Regions from separate parts of the Mus musculus genome. Here all the other regions are linked to region 2. A link is a contact called in public HiCAR-type and promoter capture Hi-C data. All regions are on one chromosome and are shown on one strand. The core of a region is the stretch at or near the end of the contact, and the rest is flanking DNA. Distances in the headings are between cores, read along the strand shown. Region 1 holds the start of Arih1 (ariadne RBR E3 ubiquitin protein ligase 1). Region 2 holds the start of Hcn4 (hyperpolarization-activated, cyclic nucleotide-gated K+ 4). Region 3 holds the start of Celf6 (CUGBP, Elav-like family member 6). Region 4 holds the start of Stra6 (stimulated by retinoic acid gene 6).

Region 1 (3,092 bases), core at 263-2,762, 660 kb after region 2:
TTTTTGCTCTACCACTGAGCTGTTATTATCTCCAGCCCTCTTTTTACTCTATCTTGAGAGAATCTCACCAAGTTGCCCGGGACAGCTTTGAGCTCACTCTGTAGTCCAGGTAGGCCTTGAACTTGCCACCATCCATCTGCCTCGACCTTCTAAGTAACTGAAATTTCAGACTTTCACCACCGGGTCCTATGTTATCTTTACTTTCCAATCATATCCCATTTGTAACAACTTTTCCCCCAAACAAATGTAAATTTATTTCCTAAAGCTCAAAAATACAAAATCGGGATGTATATAGCGTTAAATAGGATGCAGTTTCTGGTCTGAAGCAAGTTTAACTTCTATGCACGAAACAGAAACCTTCAGAGAATAGAGTCCAGAAGCCGGAATGCCTCTACTTTCTAATTCACAATAGAGTTTTGTCCAATTAGACAACACTGTGTTTTATTGTTGCCGAAGCTGCAAGGGTGGGTAGGGGATCTGCAATAACTATTCCAACAGCTTCCATCAAGTTACTTGCTACCAATGGAAGAAGTAGCAGTTAGGTCCCAAAGAAAACATACTCCTCCCACTCCCCCAAAAATGTAGGCATAAGCCTCACCATCAGAAAATAAGGTCCATCAGCACCTCTTCCGAGAAATAGTTCCCTTCCCCCACCTTTAAGTAGCCACTTAGGACTGCCAAGGAGATCCATTTCTTTATTAGCCGGTGCCCACTTGGAGCAATCATACACTAAAGCTGCTCTGAAGGGCCTGCCCTAATCCCATCTGAAACTGCTCAAAAGACTCAAGGGCTAGGGATAAACCTTGAGAAAAGGGCCGGGTTCTTTCTGACACCTCTTTCACACTCACCACCTCACCCGCCTCTAGCCCGCCCCGGTATCCCATCCTCCGGCCGTAGTCATGCAGGAACTGCCGGCCATAGCCGCTCAGGCAGCCCCAGGCCTCCGCCATGCCAGGACTCCGGGAAGCACCGCCCAAGCGCACCTCCCGACCGGCCGGCAGGGCACACAGGCCCGTGACGAGCCAGGCCCTGGCCTGCTCTTCGGCGCCGCACAGGCCGCCTTGGGTCCGCTCCCTAAGCCGGCTCCGGGGCCAGATGGCGTGGCGGGGCCCCTCACCTGGATGACCTCGTTGACCTCCCGGATACATTCCACCATGTGCTGCAGGATCTGTTCGGCCGTGAGCACCTCGTAGCGGTAATCCTCCTCCTGCTCGTGTCCCGGGCCGCCGCCGCCACCGCCACCGCCGCCGCCGCCTCCCGGACCCAGAGCGCTGCCGCCGCCACCGCCAGTCTCCCCGCACAGCAGTCCGTCTCGCTCCCCGCCGACGCCCAGCCCGGGCTCCACCAGCTCCACCTCGCCCAGATCCAGGTTATCATCGTCCGGCTCGTCCTCGTCGTCGTCCTCCTCCTCCTCGGCGCCGCTGTCCTCCTCGCTGCACTCCTCGTCCTCGTCGAACTCGTAGTTGTAGCCCTCGTCCGAGTCCATGGCGCGACGCGCGCGGGCCCGGCAGACGCTGGCCGCGGCGCGGAGAGGGCGGGGACGCCGAGGCCCCGGCTCTCGCTCCGGCTCCGGCTGCCGTCCGGACGCAGGCCTGGTTCCGGCCCCGTGGGCCGCGGCTGCTCCCCGCGTGCGGCGGTTGGAGGCGGGCGGTGGCGGCGGCGGGGAGGGCGCGGAGCAGGGCGGGAGGGAGCGCGGGGGCCGCTTGCTGCCGGCCTCAGTCAGACGCCGCTCCGCTCCGGGCTCGGACGGAAAACAGTCCCCTGCGCCACCTCCGCGGCCGCTGCTACCGCTACTGAGCCAACAAAGGGGCGTGCGTCACCGCGCCGCGCTACGTCATCGCGTCGGTCCGCTGCACGTCACCGCGCCACGCCCCTTGGCCCCTGCGTAGTATTTGGGGAGACCCCACGGCCGAGCCTGAGCAGGACGGGAGCGCGGCGGCGCGGCGGTGGCCCGGAGACACTGGGAAGCTGTGGCTCCTTGACGTGAGGAGGCTGGGGCCTTCCGGTCGTGGGGAGGAGTCTGGGGAGCGCCCAAGCGGAGGTTTTCTCCGAGGACCTTTCTCGCTTCCGGGCCTCACAGGCACATCTGACACGCCCTGGCTAGTTCCGGGAAGCCGGTAGCTGTGCTGCTAAAATTCCGGTTGCCCGAGTTACTGCCTGGAAGGTAGTAGTACGCGGAACCTCCAAGTTGGGTGACAGGTAGTTGGAGTGTTGCTGTCCACTCGTGGCTCTACAGCGGTTCTTGGGTCCCCCTGATGTGACGTCATAGTAAAGACTCAGTTCCTGAACTCATCTTGACAAGCACTTCTTGAGGGTCCGGAACAATGTGACAGTCCTGTTCCTCAATTAAGGCCATCAATTCCTCAATCACTAAGGGCCTTCCATAGATTAGTGCTCATTACCACAGAGTCCTAGTACCCAGATTATAGCGGAGGCACCCGAGACTCTAAAAATAAAAGTGTATATACCTTGTGGTGGCATACACCTGTCCAGCATGCACAAAGGCCCCAATTTCAGTCCCCAGCAATGGAGCAGAGAGGTTTTCTGATACATAATAAATCTTACATTTTATGTAAATTACAGTGATAATTCCAGGAAACAGTGCAGGCAAACCACATCTACAAAGACCAAGAGAGACTGCTTATCTGGAAATAGTGCAGAAGTGAGCTGGGTTGATGGATGGCTATTTCAACAGAGGAGGAGAGGAAGATGGCCTTGGGTCAAAACAGAAGGTTCACAATAGTTACAAGGCTGAAGTTTAAAACTCAATCAGTAAATGGGAAGTATTGGGCAAATTAGTTAGAGGTCATGACAAAGCACTTAATGCCTTTCCAAGACTGGGTTTATCTTGTTTTGTTTGCTTTAGACTTAATACCTTGAAAATAGGACACCAGAGCCAGGAAAGTGTTTTGAAGGAAGTAGAGGCTTAAGAGACCTCCCTCTTCCAGTAACTTGAAGGATTGGCCAGTCTGAAAATCTATTAAAGCTGAACCCTTAATAGATACAGTACTTAAGATATAGATTCTGTTTAGAAATTGCCTTTGAAAAAGTGGAAAATATATAGATACATACTTATATAATGTCTATGTCTA
Region 2 (2,737 bases), core at 183-2,682:
AGAGCACTCCTCAAGGAGACCCAAGGACACTGAGAGATCGTGCCTCCCAGCATCTGTGCAGGGAACTGTCAGCTCAGAACTGCTCAAAAGTAGAAATGCCAGCTCCGGGTGATGTCATCACCCTAGACATCCCCACCCCCCATGCGAAGTTCTGTGGTCCAGTGGATAGAGCAGAAAAGGCCCACCACCCAAACCCTGCTGCCTTCCAAATCCCTACTCGGGATGTGTGTGTGGACACAAGCGGGCTAAGATTTCAAATGTAAACTTCATGCTATTCCTCAGAGTAGAGGACCCCTTTGCCTTCCTGCCCACGGGTCTGTTTCTCTACTGACACAGACTCCAACCTTCTCTGGCCAGTTCTCCCTCTGAACCGCCCCTTCACCTTTTTGTGAGCTAATGTTGGGTGTTGGGCTGTACTAAAGTGTGGATACCTAAGCTATACCTTAGGCTTGGGATTTGCCCTTAAATCGAGAATGTAATACAGGGAGCGAGAAGACGCCCAGGTGCATTAAGAGAGGGATCAAATGGGGGCTGGGGCGGTTAAAGAGTGTGTCTGGGTGGAGATGGAAGCCTCTAACGCTGGTGCACACAGATGTCTCGACTGAATGGAAGCACAAGGCGAGGGAGTCAAAGCCTTCCCCAGAGTGTCAGGTCGCCAGAGGAGCCTGCCCATAGCCTTCTGGAAGCAGCCCGTTGGTCTTGGGAACCCCACATCGAATTGCTCCGGGAAAGGCGCTGGGGAGTGGGTGGTGGGAAGTCCGGCGCTGGGATCCCGCATCTGTGACTGCTACTGTCGGCGCATTTCTTCGAAGTCTTACCTCGCAGAAGTGGGTCCACCCGCGCGCCCAGTGAGCGCCTGGAGAGTTTCCCGCAAGCCCTCCTCGCCGCGCCGGGGAAGACCCACGCGGGATTCGCCCCCCGCCCCTGGCTCAGGAAAACCCTGGGAGCCGCCCGGACTCGAAGCGTTTTCCGGAAACCCCCTCTCCAGGCGAGTTGCGGGAAAGCAGCCGCTCCGCAGCCTTACGACCGGCACGCCTCCCCGGAGGAGGGTCGGAGACCCTAGCGTGGAGACAGCGGGCTAGGCAAGGAAAGCCCGAAGCTCGCGGGAGAGACTGGGAAACCCCGCCCCCAAATCTTGAGCCCCAGCGGGAGCTCTCAGTCCGTGGCCAGCAGGAATCATTACGCGCACAGGAGTAAGGACACCTCCTACCTCAGTCCCTAAGGTCTGGCGAGGTTCCGCCCTGCGCCCCTCGCGGGGCCCGGCCCCCTCCGCCCCCCTCTATGTCTGGGCTGGGACGCCGCTGCCCCTTTAAGAAGCCCAGGTAGGCAGGCCGGGCTGCAGAAGCCGCTCCTATGGCAACCCGCGAGCTGCGGCGGCTTCATGAATATTCCGGGGCGCGGGAGCCCGAGCGCTGCCGGAGGGCGCTCCGGGAGAGGCGGAGGCTGATGTAAGCCCGGCGGGCCGCTGGGCTCCGCTCCGCTGCGGCGGGAGTCCCCAGGACTCGGCCGGCTGGGCTCAGCTAGAGGAGGCAAAGCGAGAACCCGGGTGACCAGCTGCAAAGCCCGGGCGGTCACACGCGCTGACAGCCCCAGACACCCGCCGGACGCACTCCCGGGAACCGCGCGGGCAGTGCGCTCTGCGCTCGGGAGCGGTTCCCGGAGCGCGGTGGCCGCAGCGCCGCCGCTGCCCGCGCCCATTGTTCCCCGCGGGGGCGGGGCGCCTGGAGCCGGGCCGCGCGCCGCGCCCCTGATCGCAGGAGGGAGGGAAAAGAGGGAGGGAGCGTGGGGTCCCCGCGCCCAAGCCGGGCCCGGGAGGAGGTGCAGCGCGGCGAACCCGGGGACCTGCAGCCGGACTAGGAGCCTCCCCTCGGCGCGCAGCCCGCGCGATCATGGGCTCGTGAGGCAGCGAAGGACGCGTCCTCACTGGCAGGCGCACCTGGAGCGGGTCCCCCGTGCCGCACCCGCACCGCTGCCCCCGGCCCAATCCCTGGCACCATGGACAAGCTGCCGCCGTCCATGCGCAAGCGGCTCTACAGCCTTCCGCAGCAGGTGGGGGCCAAGGCGTGGATCATGGACGAGGAAGAGGATGGTGAGGAAGAAGGGGCCGGGGGCCGCCAGGACCCCAGCCGAAGGAGCATCCGGCTGCGGCCGCTGCCCTCGCCCTCTCCCTCGGTGGCTGCGGGCTGCTCGGAGTCCCGGGGTGCGGCCCTCGGGGCGACAGAGAGCGAGGGGCCGGGCCGCAGCGCCGGCAAGTCCAGCACCAACGGTGACTGCAGGCGCTTCCGCGGGAGTCTGGCCTCGCTGGGCAGCCGGGGCGGCGGCAGTGGTGGAGCAGGGGGCGGCAGCAGTCTCGGGCACCTGCATGACTCCGCGGAGGAACGGCGGCTCATCGCCGCTGAGGGCGATGCGTCCCCCGGCGAGGACAGGACGCCCCCGGGCCTGGCGACCGAACCCGAGCGCCCGGCCACCGCGGCACAACCCGCAGCCTCGCCGCCGCCCCAGCAGCCGCCGCAGCCGGCCTCTGCCTCCTGCGAGCAGCCCTCGGCGGACACCGCTATCAAAGTGGAGGGAGGCGCGGCCGCCAGCGACCAGATCCTCCCCGAGGCCGAGGTGCGCCTGGGCCAGAGCGGCTTCATGCAGCGCCAGTTCGGTGCCATGCTGCAACCTGGGGTCAACAAATTCTCCCTAAGGATGTTCGGCAGCCAGAAAGCGGTGGAGCGCGAGCAGGAGAGGGTTA
Region 3 (2,889 bases), core at 269-2,768, 760 kb after region 2:
AAAAGACGTGGGTTTGATTCCCAGCACCCACAGGGAGGCTTACAAAACCCCTAAATTCCATAACTCCAGTTCTAGGGGCTCTGACACTGTCTTCTGGCCCCAGTGGCACTAGGCATACATGTGCTGCACATACATATATATTCATGCATGCAGGCAAAACTTAAACACAAAATAATAAAAAATATAAATTTGTTTCTGTGATGTGTGTATGTGTGTATGGTGTGATTTGTGTGTGGGGTGTGTGTGATGCATATGTGATGTGTGTGTGTGATGTGTATGCATGTGTGTATTTGTATGAGTAGGGGCAGAAACATGAGTCATGGCAAGCTTGTTGAGATCAGGAGTGGCTTTTTCATTCCAAATTGTTGAGGCTCCCTCTTGTTTCTGTCCCTCTGCTAGCTGGCCCTTGTGACTCTCCTGTTTTTTTTTTTCCTCTTGTTGCCACGGAAGTACTAGGATTACAGATGCGAAGCTCTGCTCCTGGCTTTTCCACGCAGGTTCTGGGTATCCAACTCAGGTCATCGAGCTTGTTTATTAAGAGCCTTTATATGCTTAGCCATGTCGCCAATCCTTCATCTTTATGAATGTGCGCTTGTGAAAGAGGGAATGGGGAGGTAAACACTCAAGCGCTGTGATTTGTCCGATAGCTTTTAAGATATTAACACACGCGATGTATCAATTTCCGTTTCTTCTTTTGCCTTACGCCCTAACTTCTTTGACCCACAGCATCCTTTTCAGGAAAAGAAGATAACACTCCTGAGTCACAGAATAGGGAGGAACCAGGCAGAAGCTCTGAGTAAATATGATAATATAAGTTCTTTCGCTCTCCTGAGGAAGAAATCAGTGCTTGGGGCTTATTTTAGAATACAAGAGACGAGAGTGTGTTTGAGTCTCAGGAGCAAAGAGAGGTTGAAGATATAGGAGAGGTGTGCGATGGAGCCTAGAAGGATGCGCTCCGCAAGACTGGCTTCGGTAGTAGGGATAGAGAGGTGGAAACCCTATCTGACCCACAGAAAACGGTCCGGCTGTTGGAGGTGTGTAGGGAGAGATCATCTCCGACTCCAGCAGACAGCGCCACGCATGACGAAGCTACTTCCCATCCACTGCCACGCCCGCACACCCTCCACACACAGGGCAGCTGAGGGTCCGGTTGCCATGGAGAGCTGGAGCGCGTGAGCCCAGCCGCCCTTCTCGCCCCGCGCTCCAGCTCAGCCAACTCCTTCTCTGATTGGCCACCGCTATCTCATTATGCAAATCACTTGCGTAGACGCTCCCTGCTAGCTGTCTGACGTCACTAAGCTCGGGGGCTGGGGCTCGGGGCTGGGCTTGGCGCGCCAGGGAGAGCTCTGAGGGGGACTCCAGCCGGACTCAGGCGCCCCGCCCTCGACCACGCCCATTTTCAGTCCGCCCCGCCCCTCGCTCTCGGCTGGGCCCCGCCCCCTGGGCAGCCCCCCGTCCTCGTAGGCGGGCCCCGCCCCCTCCCCCAGGCCCTCGCCAGCAGTCCAGGGAAGGGACGGCGGGACAGGCGGGACGCTCGGGAGGGCGGACGGGGCGGGGACATGGCCGCGGCGCCTGGAGGGTCTGCGCCGCCCGCCGGCCCCAGCCCGCGCTTGGCTTTCAGCACCGCGGACAGCGGCGGCGGCATGAGCGGGCTGAACCCAGGTCCCGCGGTGCCCATGAAGGACCACGACGCCATCAAGCTCTTCGTGGGGCAGATCCCGCGGGGCTTGGACGAGCAGGACCTCAAGCCGCTGTTCGAGGAGTTCGGCCGCATCTACGAGCTGACGGTGCTGAAGGACCGGCTCACCGGCCTCCACAAAGGTGCGCGGGGTCAGCCCAGCCCAGCCCAGCCCAGCCCCAATCCAATTAGAGCGCAGCCCAACCCAACTCCGGCCCCAAACGCAGGCCCAACCCCAGCCCTACTAGAACCTTTCCCGACTCCAGTTCAGGACCTGCCCCACCTCAGTTCTGTTCCCTCCCCAGGCCACAGAGCCCCAGAGCCAGAATTGTCTCTGTGGCATCCTTCTGACTTCACTCTGGTTCCCTAACACGTTCTTCACTCTAACCTCCAAATCCCTTGTCACTTCTCACATCCCAGTCATCCCCACCTCCCTGCTTAATCTCTCCACCATCCCTTCCACCAGACACCCCAAACCCTGGAATTTGGAAACTTATTCTACCTTCCAGCTCTGGAGCCCCCGATCTCCTGACCCCTGGACCCATGGTTTTCCTGAGCACTTTCTCTCTCTGGTGCCACCCTATTCAGGCCTCACCGCACACACATCTTGGATTTGCACTCCTCCTGGCCTCCAACAACAAACCAACCCCTAGGGCCTCCATTTGACTTTTGGGTCTGACAGCCTTAAATACCCCATACCCAAATTCTCCTCTTTAGAATTCAGACCTAATATATACAGTCCAATTCACCCCACCCCCAGGAGGCTCTCAGAGATAAATGCCTTCTCACATTTGACAATAACCCAATATTCCATACATTTTTCCAGAACCCAATGCTCTTTACCTCTTCTGATTTGAATCCAGAATCCTAACCTCAGCTGGGAACATACACCTGCCTGTGTACCCTTCCTCTTTGGTTTTCCCCTGTGTGAATACACTCCCCCACCCCCTCTAATCCCCACTCCTGTGCATCTCTGCTTCCTCTCAATCCTCTTGATGGCTTCCTGTTTTCCTTTCTTTGCCAGCTGGTCCCAGACCAGCGCACTCTCAGGGTGGATCAATCTAAGTGAGGAAGATGGGGATGGGGGGCTCTTCTCATTGCCCTTCCTAGGAAGACAGAGGCACCATGGTCCTCTCCAGCCACACCCCTTTCTTCCTGTAGAGAAGGGAGGAGACTTGTTTACACGCAGAAAAGTCTGTCCAGGCTGAGCT
Region 4 (2,748 bases), core at 65-2,564, 690 kb before region 2:
AGGACTGAGCTCTTTGTTAACAGTATCATGAGAGGCAGGGCTGAGATATGGATTGATTGCTCTCTATGCTGAGTGTCTGTGACCCTTGAGAGGTGAAGGGTATGCTAGGCTCTGGCATTGGAGCAGAGAGCTCCAGCAAGCCTGGCACGTAGCAGCCTTATGACATAGGACCATGAGTGAAGAAGAAGCACTAAAACAAGAAGTGGTTTTGCCAGACTGGATCTAAAATCTCTGTGATCTCGGAGCCAGGCACTGTCCTAAGGGAAAGAAAGAGAGCAGGGAAGGTAGATCCCTGTCCCCAGAGAGCCTGAGGGGCAGGATTTGCCTGACCCCTGATATCAGACAGTTCAGCGTAGGTTTCTGAGTTGTATCCGAGAAAGCTCCATCTTCACAATTCCTCTGTGGGATGGGGAGAAAGGCAGAGCCTTCTTCCTGGAAGATAGGATGTTTGGGAAGGAGGCAGCAAGGGTTCACAGGACTCAGGCCCCACCTGGCCTCATGGGCCTGGCTGCCAGCTGCAGGGGCCTGTGAGACTGAGGTTCTGTCCACTCTGAACGTTCACCCCGGAGCTTCCTTCTACAGTGAACAAGCAAGCTCCTCTCTGCTATCTGGGCCTGGGGACCAGCTGGTGTCCTTTGGAGCTCCACCCAAAGGTGACTTTCCTCAGGAATTCTCCTTCCTCCCACTGCTCTTTTGCAAACACAGTTCCCAATGGGACTGGTCAGGACAATCTTCCCCCTGCAAATCCCAGGCTCTGGAGGCTATATATGTTGGTAGGCTAGACCTCTGAACTGTGCTTTCTCTAGTCTCAGCATCCAGAGCAGTCCTAGAACATAGTAGGTGGTCAGTAAGCTTCTGTTGAAAGAATAAATGAATGAGTGTGTTTTTATAAGGAAGAGGGGGCTGTCAGATGGCTCTGTGGGTAAAGGTGTTTGCCACCGGGGACCAGTGACCAGTATTCTGTCCTCCCCAGAACCCACATGATGGAGAGAGGGGGTCAATTGCTATAAGCTGTCTTCTGCCATGGCATGTGTTGATCCCCCCTCCCCAACTACCCACCCACAAAATAAATAAATGCAATAAAAATGCTTTTAAAGCTTATCTGTACAAGACCGTGGCCCAAATCCCCTGCGGAGTACTGAAGGATTGAGAGCCTCAGAATGTCAGGTCTGAGCTGAGAACAGCTCTCTGCTTTGTCTGCCTCTTGCTCCTCCCCACAGGCTGGGCCAGGGAAGGGAGGGGGCAGCCAGGGGTCCAGCTCCTCTGGGAGGATAGGAAAACCCTCACCCCTTCACCGGGGCTGGAACAAGAACAGCGGCAGGCAGGCGAAGTTCATCTTCTCCCAGGTCTGGTTTGAGTTTGAAGGACTCATTTCCGCCTGTGGGGGTGAGTTATCTTCTTGTGAAATCAAGTCGTAAGAACAAAAAGGTTTTACTAGTGTAACACGTGTGCTCTCCCTCATATATACTCAGGAGACCATGTGGATAGGTTCCCTCCCTGTCTCTGTAGCCAGCCCCAGTAGGGTGTTGCCCTAAGATGCCACGATGCTGGGTTCTGAAGAGGGGCTATGCTTAGGCAGGAGAGCTTGGGGCAGGTGCTAGGAGGTAGGCATGTGCACGGTCAGCAGCCATCCATCTTCGGGGTCTCATCAAGAATTATGGTGTGTTCCCAGCAGTGAGGCTGAAGAGGTAAAGGGGCTGACTAAAGGCAAATGAGACTGGGGGATGGTCTCAAGGGAGCCTTGGTGAAGAGGGGAGGGCTTGGGCTGGACCCCAGAGCAGGAGGGGTGGAGAGACCAGCTGCAGGACAGACCAAGTGGAGCCAGCCACAGCCCGCCCGCCCACCCTTTCATCTCTGCGGCTCCTTCCTCCTTGGTCCCCCTTTCTACTCTGTCTGTGGGTCCATCTGGGTGGGCTTGGGGCGGGGAAGGAAGGGGTCTCTGCGGGCAGTTTGCACAAGAGAGATCTTTGAAAGTGGACCAGCTGGTAACAGGTCATTTGGTCCACTAGGCGCTCCCAGCAAGAGCCTGAACCCCCAGGGGTGCAGAACACTCTGTCAGACCACACGATTGGGTAGGGAAGTTCAAGAGAAGACTCCTGTCTGCCCCCACGCAATCCCCCCCCCCAATCCCTCCTCCAGCTCTCTCCTGACCTGCAGTCCCAGACGACTTTTCCCAGAGAGCTAAAAGCAAGAAAGTAACCTTTAGGATTAACAAGAAATGTTCCTTTGTTTCTTCTTCTTCTTTTTTTTTTTTTTCCTTTTAAGCCTCTTTTCACATTTGTATGCCCCTCCCCCCTCTTGTCTGGGGTCAAGGAAGAAGAGCTGGAGCATGGAGTCCCAGGCATCTGAGAATGGAAGCCAGACCTCCTCCGGGGTGACAGATGACTACAGCAGCTGGTACATCGAGGAACCTCTAGGAGCTGAGGAGGTGCAGCCAGAGGGGTAAGTGTGGCAATTGGCTCAGGCAGCCGTCAGAGCCGGTTTATGGTAGAGAGGTTGCCAAGATGGAGGCAGCGAGACCCTGGGCGAGTGTCTAAGATTGGCTTTGCCATTTATCTGCTGTGTGACCTCTCAGCGACTCACAGCCTCTCTGGGCCTCAGACTTTCTATAAAACCTGGGGACAACAGTTCTTGAACTATTATTAAGAAGGGCTTGAGGCCATGTGGTCCATAGCCAGCCAGGATGGGGAGCACTGTGTGTGTGGGGGGAGGGGGGTGTCACAGACCTCTGTGGTGCTCGGTGTAGGG

Evidence for each region. Promoter capture Hi-C pulls out the DNA fragments that hold promoters and counts their contacts. HiCAR-type assays count read pairs that join an accessible place to other places.
Region 1: a contact with region 2 is called in a HiCAR-type map of astrocytes, with 2.7 times the contacts expected there. The contact joins the promoter of Arih1 here to the promoter of Hcn4 in region 2. A contact is called at or near these places in 2 of 39 promoter capture datasets (liver and stem cell-derived epiblast-like cells) and 1 of 115 datasets of contacts at active chromatin or transcription factors (astrocytes).
Region 3: a contact with region 2 is called in a promoter capture Hi-C map of frontonasal cranial neural crest, with 2.6 times the contacts expected there. The contact joins the promoter of Celf6 here to the promoter of Hcn4 in region 2. A contact is called at or near these places in 2 of 39 promoter capture datasets (cranial neural crest and frontonasal cranial neural crest), 1 of 115 datasets of contacts at active chromatin or transcription factors (astrocytes) and 3 of 9 other capture datasets (embryonic stem cells, embryonic tail and embryonic trunk).
Region 4: a contact with region 2 is called in a promoter capture Hi-C map of embryonic stem cells, with 2.6 times the contacts expected there. The contact joins the promoter of Stra6 here to the promoter of Hcn4 in region 2. A contact is called at or near these places in 1 of 39 promoter capture datasets (embryonic stem cells) and 1 of 9 other capture datasets (liver).

What each region holds. Positions count from the first base shown.
Region 1 is chr9:59,484,862-59,487,953 of GRCm38.p6, forward strand. Arih1 (ariadne RBR E3 ubiquitin protein ligase 1) reads right to left here and starts at 1,513. Exons shown (of 14, transcript NM_019927.2): 1 at 1,118-1,513. The coding sequence starts at 1,486.
Region 2 is chr9:58,821,517-58,824,253 of GRCm38.p6, forward strand. Hcn4 (hyperpolarization-activated, cyclic nucleotide-gated K+ 4) reads left to right here and starts at 1,433. Exons shown (of 8, transcript NM_001081192.3): 1 at 1,433-2,737. The coding sequence starts at 1,996. It also overlaps a transcript of Rec114 not described here.
Region 3 is chr9:59,576,819-59,579,707 of GRCm38.p6, forward strand. It overlaps Celf6 (CUGBP, Elav-like family member 6), which reads left to right and starts at 1,519. Exons shown (of 12, transcript NM_175235.3): 1 at 1,519-1,821. The coding sequence starts at 1,560.
Region 4 is chr9:58,132,761-58,135,508 of GRCm38.p6, forward strand. It overlaps Stra6 (stimulated by retinoic acid gene 6), which reads left to right and starts at 1,315. Exons shown (of 19, transcript NM_001162476.1): 1 at 1,315-1,688; 2 at 2,314-2,442. The coding sequence starts at 2,330.